2 separate regions of the Arabidopsis thaliana genome follow, and region 1 is linked to region 2. The links are chromatin contacts, called in public capture Hi-C maps. All regions are on one chromosome and are shown on one strand. Each heading gives the region's core, a stretch centred on a gene start, on an enhancer-like site or on the middle of the called end of the contact. The rest is flanking DNA. Distances are from core to core; before and after follow the strand shown. Region 1 holds the start of CYP79A3P (cytochrome P450, family 79, subfamily A, polypeptide 3 pseudogene). Region 2 holds the start of AT5G35530 (Ribosomal protein S3 family protein).

Region 1 (5,660 bases), core at 3,015-5,514, 340 kb after region 2:
TATCACTATGGGAAATTCACAACAAAAAAAAAGAAAAAAGGGGGATTATAATCCGTGGTCTCCAGAGGAGACTAAGCTGTTGGTGCAACTTCTTGTGGAAGGGATCAACAATAATTGGCGTGATTCTAATGGCACAATCAGTAAATTAACTGTGGAAACGAAGTTTATGCCGGAGATCAACAAAGAGTTTTGTCGTTCAAAAAACTACAATCACTACTTAAGCAGAATGAAGTATTTAAAAATACAATACCAAAGTTGTCTTGATCTTCAGCGTTTCAGTTCTGGTTTTGGTTGGGATCCTTTAACAAAAAGATTTACGGCTTCTGATGAAGTTTGGAGCGACTATCTAAAAGTAAGTATCTCATTTTCTTTTTTAAGTGAACATGGTCGTACTTACATATTATTAATATGTCCCTTTGTTTTTGTAGGCACATCCGAACAATAAACAACTTCGTTATGATACATTTGAATTTTTTTACGAGTTGCAAATCATATTTGGGGAAGGTGTTGCTACTGGAAAAAATGCAATTGGATTATGTGATAGTACGGATGCACTTACGTACAAAGCTGGAGAGAATCCAAGAAAAGAATATGTGGATGATTTTGACAACGTGTATGAGTATGATACTACAACTCATCATGAGTCATCGGAGCATTACACACCATTTATGTCTCATGGAACTTCAGAAAGTCCTACAGAGAAGCTTCCCCCACGTAAAAGAACAAGATCTGAGAGAAGTACTTCACAAAAAGAAGAAAGTCCTATGATGGTTGTTAGCAGTAAAATTTTGGATATAATACAACAAAGAGAAGAGAGGCAACAAAAAGAAGTGGCACAGAAAAAGAATAACGTTTGGGATGCTATAAAAGAAATTTCTGACTTGGATGAATGTATTCGTTACAAGGCACTTACCAAAATTTATCATTTGGGAATACAAGACGTTTTCGTGAGCATGTCGGTGGAAGAGAGGCTAGGATGAATTCAAACCATTATGGAATAATTTGAGCTTAATTTTTATTTTCTTTGTTTTTAAAGTTTTTAATTTGGATTCACCAAAATTATTATGAATAAATTCTTTATCTTATTTTTTATTCTCAAACTTCAAAACTCTAGAAAACTTGAAACAAAAAAATAAAAAATTGGTCAAAGTTTTGTTAGATTTCGTTTAGATTATAAAATCATTTGTTATAGAGTTCAATTCTATTAGAAAACCAAATGACATCATATATCACTGAAAATAGACTTCCACGACAGAATGAATAGTGATTCAGTTTAAATGAACTCAGATGTTTTGAAATCTGATAAACTTCAACTCTAATGGAGTTGACTTCAACTTCACTAACCAATAATACCACCTTAGTTTAGTGGAGGATCTTTGAGACACATGCGGTTGCTAAAAATAACTACAAAAACTTTGAATCTTTTGAATACGAATTTTATTTAAAATTTAAATGAAAATTAATTATAGATTTTTGGGTTGTTCAAAATGTGTTTGTAGTTTCTAAGAGAACGTTGAATCATATTATTCATCACTTTATTTCATGACAATATGGGTATGCAATGTATGAATTGTTTATTTTTACCAGCGTCTATCTTCTATAAGACAAGAGTTTCAACGTGAGATATGCTAACAACGTTAAAACTAAAGATAATACAAAATTAAATAATTTTAAAAAGATTATTATTTATTGGTACGACAAGAGCACAAACTCACTAAGATATGAACACTTATAATTGTGACATATTATGAACACCTATATTTTATCTTTATCATCACTCTATTATTCTACATATCTTTGGGTATGCAATGAACAAATTTCACACATTTACTTTAATGGTGTATTGGATCATGCATGTGGAAACTAAAAATAGTCTGACAACTCTTGAATCACCCGAATATATATTAATTTTGTTTGATTTCAAATAAAAAGTGAATGATAAATTTTTGGGTTGTTCATATTTTCCAGCTAATTAGTGAAGGAAAGTGGTAAATATATATATATGATTGTATAAGACAATGTATATATGGTTGTATAAGACAATGTTAAATATATTGTTTTCAACACATCCATTTCCTGGCACATGCCTTTCTACTTCCACAAGTTTTCAAAAAAATCAAGTATGTTCCTATACGATGAGATGGAACCAGTATCGGCGCACCTTCCATTGAGGCGGTTGTTCGAACATTTTTTGTTTTTTTTTTGTCTATTTGTGGTTAATCAGTATTCGGAGACTCTCAAATTTCACAGTTAAACTCTTTACAAATTTCTCTAGGTGTGCCATTTTCTTTAGTGTACAAAAAAAACTTTTTTGTTCGAATCTTCATCACAGATATGTCTTTTTGGAGCTCTTTCATCCTATCCAAAGATTCTCGGAACCGAAAAAATGCACAAAGAGACCATGCAAATGAAAGATACTCTACTTTCCTATTATGTATGAGTTTGGGACAACTAACTAAATCAAACGACACGTAAGCCCAACAAAACAATTGGTAGAAGTTGTAGATTTAATTAATGACCACGGGCAATTAAGATTTATTGAAACCATGTAGATTATAAATTATAATAATAGTCGAATCAAGGCCGTGAAAAAAAAAAGTCGAATCAAGGCCTTTGTAAAAAAGCCCATGGGCTTTTTTAAAGAAAACTAAATGTAGAAACGTCCTGAAGCGACCTTAGAAACCCTAAACACTCTTACGATCGTTTCTGGTTATTACGTTTTCGAGCCGCTGTTTCTTCTTCTCTGGTTCGCGTAAATCAGTATGGATCAGAATCTGGATCCAGCTTTTGGGATAATTTTCCTCTGGGATATCGAGAACTGTCGTCTCGAGTTTAAAATGGTACCAAAAATGATGAACAACATTCGTAGGTCTCTGAGAAGGGCTGACAACAGGTATCATATAGTCAAAAAGGTTTTGGTCGGAAACCAGAACCTTAGGTTCATCAAAGATAATCTGGTCTATCTACATGTAGAAGGATTCGAGTTCTATGACATACCGCTTAGGGAACACACCTGCCCTGAACCCTGCGGTTTTGTGGTTCAACATTCACCGTTCAAAAGGTTATCTTACCAAAACTACTTTAACAAAAAGAAATTTTACAAATCCCTCTACATTAAAAGTTCTTAAATCAAAAACTGTCCAGTAAGTAGTATTGTTCAAAACGGTGTGTTTTAAAGTTATTTGTTAACAAAAAAAAATTCCGATATCAATCCATAAATTTGTGTAAATGATTATAAACGACTAAATTTGGGCTCAAAACATTATTTTGATGAAGAGCACTAATGGATAAAAATAACATTTCTTAAATATTTGTTTAAAGGACTAGTACAATAACATTTTTAACTATTTTAAAAATATATTTATAGTTGGTCTGAGTAGGAAATAACCGAAATCTTAGTTTTATGGAAAAATATTATAACGTTCTATGTAATTAAAATAGTGTTTAAGCATCAGTGTTTAAACTCTGTAAAACTGTGTAAATGATTATATGTTTTCTTCTTATTTTGACATTTAACATTAAAATATTTCATGTTGAGTCGAACTGGATCTTCTTAAAATCACAATATACAGAAAATTAGTTTAACTATCTTTATTTAACTTTTTTTTTGGTCAACTATTTAATTAGTATTACTACTGTAGTATCATAGTTGCTCCAAAAAAAAGAAAAAGTACAATAGTTTTCTATTTTATTCAATATTTGTCTAAGCCACAAAGAAAGTAACTCTAGACTGACAAGCGTGAAAGGAGGTTAATTAGCTTAGTCTCGTACTCACACATCATTTCAAAAGTAGAGAGCAACATCACATGACAACAACAAGTGATCCCTTGTTTCTGAATACAAAGAACAGAGACCACAAGTCGTTTGGAGCGGCTCTCCCCAGCCAACAAATCTTGATTTGGTAGGCAATCGGTCCAGGTTTGCTATCCACATGTTAAAAGTATGTTTAGGCGTGGCCGCTTTACATTAAACCAAACCGAATCTGACGAGTCTACCAAATCAGCTCTTGGTCTTAGAACAGACCACGTTCTTGATGATGAGAAGCCTTTGCAACTTATATGTTCTCCACCACCCAACCATAAGAGGCCATACCTCGAGAATCCTTTTGCAACTTATTTTTCTTTCCAACATTTAAAGCACATTTATTTTCAACAGATTACAGTTAGACACAAGCATTGTTCCATTGCCGTTTCATGGCTATAAATAGCTTATTCCTCATTGTTTCAACAGAATTCAAATAATTTCTACAAATTGAGATTAAAAAATGTTCGACGACTCTACCTCAATGCTTGCGTTTATCCTAGGTTTGCTTCTCCTATCATTAACAATGAAGCGTAAAGAGACGAAGAAAACCATGTTAATGACTAGCCACACGAGAAACCTCTCTCTTCCTCCGGGGCCAAAATCTTGGCCTTTAGTTGGAAACCTACCAGAAATACTAGGGAGGAACAAACCGGTGTTCCGGTGGATACATTCATTGATGGAAGAACTCAACACCGATATTGCATGTATCCGTCTTGCGAATACTCACGTGATCCCCGTGACATCCCCGAGAATTGCAAGGGAGATTCTGAAGAAGCAAGACTCCGTTTTCGCCATTAGACCGCTAACAATGGGGACGGAGTATTGCAGCCGCGGGTACTTGACCATTGCGGTGCAGTCACAAGGAGAGCAGTGGAAAAAGATGAGGAGAGTGGTGGCATCTCACGTGACAAGCAAGAAGAGCTTCAAATTGATGCTTGAAAAGAGAACCGAAGAGGCAGATAACTTAGTCCGGTACATCAATAACCGCTGTGTCAAAAACCGTGGTAATGGTAATGGTCTTGCGGTTATTGATTTAAGATTTGTGGTACGACAATACAGCGGGAATGTAGCTCGGAAGATGATGTTTGGTATACGGCATTTTGGTAAAGGAAGTGAAGATGAATCGGGACCAGGGTCCGAAGAGATTGAACATGTCGAATCTTTGTTTACGGTTTTAACCCATCTTTACGCCTTTGCATTGTCGGATTATGTCCCGTGGTTAAGGTTCTTGGACTTGGAAGGCCATGAGAAGGTTGTGGCTGACGCAATGAGAAATGTAAGTAAGTATAACGATCCTTTTGTCGATGAAAGACTCATGCAATGGCGAAATGGGAAGATGAAAGAGCCTCAAGATTTTCTCGACATGTTTATAATGGCGAAAGACACCAACGGAAAGCCTACTCTATCGGAAGAAGAGATCAAAGCACAAGTGACGGTATGCATATTATGGACTTCGCTTAGTATTTTTTTTAATCTACCACAATATAGTAGGTAGAGTATTTTTTTTATAACAAGAAACTTTCGTCGTTTCATGGCCAATAGTGATCCGACTCTGATAATACATGTGTCATGTCGACAAAAGTAAATCAGTTGTCCATGAATGTAGTACTTAGGATGGGTAAAACTGTAACAACACCTCTGCAACCTCAAAGATCATGGTAAATTGTAGTGGAGTTTCTTTAGGAAATAAAGCTCTAAATATTTTCAATTTTGAATTCCATGCATTAGAGATGTATTTTCACAAGCAAAATGTTTAAATTTCTTTTACAAAAAAACGAAAAACAAAATTATCCGATGATCTCTAAATTTTTTTTGATGGTTGATTATGTTGGATTATGAAGGAACTAATGTTGGCT
Region 2 (5,343 bases), core at 1,852-4,351:
ATTAACTAAAAGACACTCGGTCAAGGATTCGACCATTATACTAGTCAACTTGTGTGCCATTATACGTCTAATGATTTAATTTGGTTGAGATTGTAAATGCAAAAGTTTGAACTAGTCTACTTAAAATATCTCACTAAAATTATGTTTTATTTGTCTGAAACATACTTCAAAATGTATTTATTTAGTCAACCCTTTCTCCATCCATTTGTCGCTGATATAGTAATACACCATTCACTAGTTCTCCGTCAACATTAATGGAGTGTTATTAAATCTCTACTTTAGAAGTATTTTGATGATTTAATAAAATCATAGTAAATAAAATTAAAGAAAAAAAATTAAAAAATTTGGTTGAGAGTTTTCAATAATCTTGTTAGTTACAACAAAAATGGTTTGTGACCACAAAAAAAATCTTAAAATAATCGCAATATACTATTTGCGAATAATTCAAAACTATTATGAATAGTCACGGTAAAATGGTCGCACAATCGTCACAAATTTGCGACTACAAAGTAACGCTAAAATATAATTTTTTATAAGAGACTAAGTGGAGACATAAAAAAAGAAGTTTGCAGTCGTATATTAAAGATTAATTATTGGTTAAGACTAATTATCGATTACGTCACTTTTGCTCAATTTTGTTACGAAATGTGATAGTTGTATAGAGGTGTATTTCATCTCTATTTTTCAACTAAAAAATGTATACAAAAATATGTTTCTATATCTAAAATAAAAAATACTTGATAAGCTTTTTGAGTTTAGGATTAAATGATAAAGCACTATTCAATTCATAAAAACTAAATGGAGTTTGTATTAGTGGCAAAAGTGTACCATTGGATCCCATTTGACGCTATAGACATGCAATTGTAAGGATAAGAAAAAAAGTTTGAAGATAGATTCACAGGAACTCGGAGACATAAGCTAGTTATCAACATGCCACAAGCAAGATCTTGGTGTCGATAAACACAAATTTTCTAATTAAAAAAAGACAAATCGTTAATAGATAAATAAAATTTAAACAAAAGATAACGAAAAACATACATTCATATCCTTGATGTAATTCAACCTCCAGAACTTTAAGTATTAACTTAGAATAACATGAGAAAACTAGTACTGTCCCAAAAAAAGAACCATCCCCATTGGGTTTTAAACCAGAAAACGAAAAGGCTCTCTAAGCAACTGGCATTGCTGGATAATCTGTGGTGGTTAATGGAGCTTCCGGTACAAAAGCAGCTTGAGTAACAACCTGAGCAGGTGCAATGTATACATCATCTTCTTTCGGTGTATGGATGATCACAACATCAGGCAATGGTGTCATCGGTCCTTGTTTGCCCTTGGGGTCCCAGTCAAGCATGATCTTCACCTTGAGACCAAGCACACCCTGCACATGTGATTAACCAGATTCAGGTTACACAAGATCTCACTAGGTAGAATGTGATTCAAGAAACAGGTTTCCACTGTGAAGAACTGACCTGTCTAAGAAGAACATGCCTAACTGCAGCATCAATGTATTCCTTGGTTGGCTGACCTGAGGAAACCATGTAACCATCCTTGAACTTCATCGACTTAGCACGTGCAGCACGGAGTTTTCCACTCACAATGACCTGCATACATGATAAGAACCCTATAGAGGTATTCTGAAAGAAAGGTAACAGAAAACAAAGAGGTTTGCACTCACTTCGCATCCTTTAGCTCCACTCTCCATAACAAACCTTAAAACACCATAGCACGCCCTATACAACAAAATATCATGCAATATTAACATTCTGAGCATAAGAGATCAAAGCATAAAAGCCATATTTAGGAGAACAGTTCAAATTTAAAGTAACATAATAGAAAGCCTGATAGACTCGATGTGGGTATCTAGACAACTAAAAATCAAACCGAATGATAATCACGAGTGGAATAAAAGGATTTCTAATTACACTGATCTATAGACGCAGCTAACAACAAGTCCAACACTAATATAACTTCAGCGGCAAATCATGTTTACTAATACGCAACACTTGTTACACAGTTTGTTTAATCGAAGGATAGAATACAGACATTGGACCGATACATAGCTTAACTACATTAACACAAAGTCTACACGAACATACAAATAGCAAACTCTAATTTGTCCCATGCTTTAAGCCATGTAAAGAAAAATACAGAAAATCGATTCAGGATACTTCACTACATTAACAAAGTCTTAAACTGATTCAGGACACTTCACACAAACACTATTTTAACGCAGTTTGTTAATCATGCACAGATAGAAAACGACACTGGATCACCACCTAGATAAACTACATTAACACATAGTCTAAGTACCATTATCTCCTATTTGTTTCATCACCATTCTTTAAGCCAAAAACAGAAAGAGACATTAAACTAATTCAGGATACTTCACTACATTAACACACAGTCTTAAGCATCAATCTAACAAATCAACACCGGAATGATAGCTACAAAAGGATGCAGCAATAGAAACACGTCATACCTACGAACAGCAAGACCACCAAGAAGCTTGTAACGAAGAGACTCAGCCTGAGCAATAGCACAAAGACCTCTGTTAGCAACCTTCTCAGCATAAAGCTCAACACTGTCCTGAGGAAATTTGAATCTCTTTTGTACAAGAGATGTCAATTCCCTAATCCTCCTTCCCTTCTCACCTAAACCAAACAGAGAATCATCAAATTGATATCATAGAAACAAAAAAAGGTCGAATCAGAGCAAGGTTAACGAAAATGCACCAACATACCGAGAACGTTTTGAGTACGAGTGGCTCTAATGATGATCTCAGTACGCATAGGAGTGACGCGAACCTCAACACCAGAGTAACCATCCTCAGCAAGCTCTCTGGTTAGAACCTCATTGAGTTCAGCGTAAAACACACCATCGGCTACGAACTACAAAATTCAAAACTTTTTTTGTGTTAAGCTTAGAATACGATACATTGGTAGAGAGATAGAGACAGGGGAGGGCAAAAGATATCACCTTTCTCTTCTTGCTGATCTGGGTCGCCATGATTGTTTGCAAAGCTTGAGGAGGCTAGAGACAAAAACCCTAGATTCGGAGAAGAGAGTGCGTTAGGAGTGAAATGATAAAATTGTGTGGTTAAATAAAGTTAAGAGCAAGGCCCGGCCTTTTAAGGCCCATTTCTATTGACAAGCCACAATATAAAGGGACTGAAAATAAAACCATTTCACCCGTATTAAAATTAGTGACAGTGAGAATTGAATTTAGCTATCCCGATCACGTCTCATATCTATAATTTCCGTTCCTTGTGTTAGCAAGAGTAGTTTAGATAGTATTTTTCTGTTCAAAAAAAAAAAAAAAAAAAGATAGTATTTTCATTTTCCAAATTACGATGATGTTATTGGTTCGTGATTTTGAAAGAGTTTTTAGTGAATTTTAAAAAGTATTAGACGGTACATGTGCTACGCACAATATTCATGCTTTAATTAGTTTATCAGTTTCACTTCTTTATATATATTACGAATTTCAGGTATTTTATTTGTCTATAAATGTTTATTTGTATAATTTATAAATTTTAAGAGTTTCAAAATTTATTATTGGTATCATTTGAACATGGATACTATTATAATTATATATTTAATATATATAGTTGTATAGATAGTATGTCAAGGTTTAGTATATTTTATTAACATGTAAATTAATTATCAAATTTGACAAATTAATAAGACAAACATAAATTTTATCAAAATCAGAATTATAGAAGAAAAACTTAAAAGAATTATTAATAAAAACTTAAATTTAAATTCAATTAAGTTAACTAACAAAAATTAATTTCAACAAAAATGTAATTAATTTTATTTTTAAATATTTAAACAGATTTTTATATTTTAATTATCAAACATAATAGATGGTCTAATTAAATGTTTTAACAGTTATTTAAATAAATTTAGAATATTCAAACCAATTCGAATTCAAACACATTAATTTGATATTTATAATATCATATATATAAAATAAAGCAGATTTGTTATATTTAATTAGGAAATGTTTTTTAAATTATCTTATTGGATTAGTAGTATTTAAACATATAATGAGTTTTCATTTAAAGATGCTCCCAAGCGACTTTTCCGAAACGGTTTTCGCTAGCTACTTCGGAACCCTAGATCTCCTTCTGCCGGCGATCTAATCCTCCTTTCCGGCGACTACCTTCCCCCTCAGTTCCGCCTCCTCGCCTCTACCCCCATCTTGTAGTCTCCTTTGCTTACCGAAGGCTCCTCAGATCTGACGAGTTTCCAGATCTCCTCGCCTTTTCCCGATGTCTCGTCGTTACTCTCCTAGCGATCGCAGATCCACCCTGGATCCCCCTTTCCGGCCTCCTCGCCCTCCGAGAGTTAAAGTCCCGGCTTTTGACAACTCTGAGTTGTTGCGCAGACATGCCCTCACGGCCATCGGCAGACTTACCAATCCGGCGGAACAAGACGTCTGGGCAGTACTGCCTTTCCTAGCCGACCACTGGAAGTTTTCCACCCGACCTACTGGAGCAGATCTTGGGAATGGGTTATTCCAATTCCAATTCGCGACTGAGCAAGACCTTGCTAGAGCCCTAAAGTATCAACCCTACCATTTTTCGCAATGGATGATAATTTTCCAACGTTGGGAGCCGACGATTGATAAGGATTTCCCTTCCCAGATCCCTTTCTGGATCAATGTTCAAGGTGTGTCGATTCATCTTTGGTCTGAAGGAATCCTGGTTAGTATTGCGAAGAGTGTGGGAGTTCTAGAGAAGACTGAAGTTTCGTCTACCTTCTTTCGAATGAGGGTGCTAGTAAATGGGCTGAAGCCCCTCGTGTTGAAGACGATTGTGGAGTTTGAAGATGGGAGTGAAGTGGAAGCCTCCCTAGTTTACGAGAAGCTGAGAAATTATTGCAAATCCTGCTACAAGCTGGATCATTCCCATCTGTCCTGCCCCCTCCTTGGTAGAAAAGAGAGTAGAAGACTAGAAGAACCTATCAATCCAATCTCGTGGGAGGAGATTAGAGGCAAAAGCTCCAACTCGTCCTCTGCCTCAAGAATCTTCAGGATATCTGAGGATAGTTCCTCTCAGAGAAGAGATGTGCCTGCCTCCAACCACCGCACCCGTAATAGGCAAAGACACCAAACGGACTGCTCTAGACGATTCCGGGAATCTGGTGGGGATGTAAGAAGAAGAGATGGTCATGAACCTCAGAGGGAAAGGATTCGACCAGTGCTCTCCCCCAGACATTCTATTTCTTCTTCTGAGAATGATATGCGTTCTTCTCTGTCCAGAAGGCAGAGATCTTCGGATCCTGCCCCAGTTAATCGACGATCACATTCCTTCCAAGAGGACTCCCACCCAGGCCCTTC

The links. Capture Hi-C pulls out chosen DNA fragments and counts their contacts.
Region 1: a contact with region 2 is called in a capture Hi-C map of seedling, with 2.1 times the contacts expected there. The contact joins the promoter of CYP79A3P here to the promoter of AT5G35530 in region 2. A contact is called at or near these places in 1 of 26 Hi-C or Micro-C datasets (callus) and 1 of 3 other capture datasets (seedling).

The regions. Positions count from the first base shown.
Region 1 is chr5:14,044,859-14,050,518 of TAIR10.1, forward strand. It overlaps CYP79A3P (cytochrome P450, family 79, subfamily A, polypeptide 3 pseudogene), which reads left to right and starts at 4,265. Exons shown (of 4, transcript NM_148046.1): 1 at 4,265-5,239; 2 at 5,646-5,660. The coding sequence starts at 4,265. It also overlaps the pseudogene AT5G35915.
Region 2 is chr5:13,709,187-13,714,529 of TAIR10.1, forward strand. AT5G35530 (Ribosomal protein S3 family protein) reads right to left here and starts at 3,102. Exons shown (of 6, transcript NM_122944.5): 1 at 2,977-3,102; 2 at 2,741-2,888; 3 at 2,480-2,651; 4 at 1,676-1,730; 5 at 1,470-1,601; 6 at 840-1,378. The coding sequence starts at 3,006. The coding sequence ends at 1,169. It also overlaps the pseudogene AT5G35535.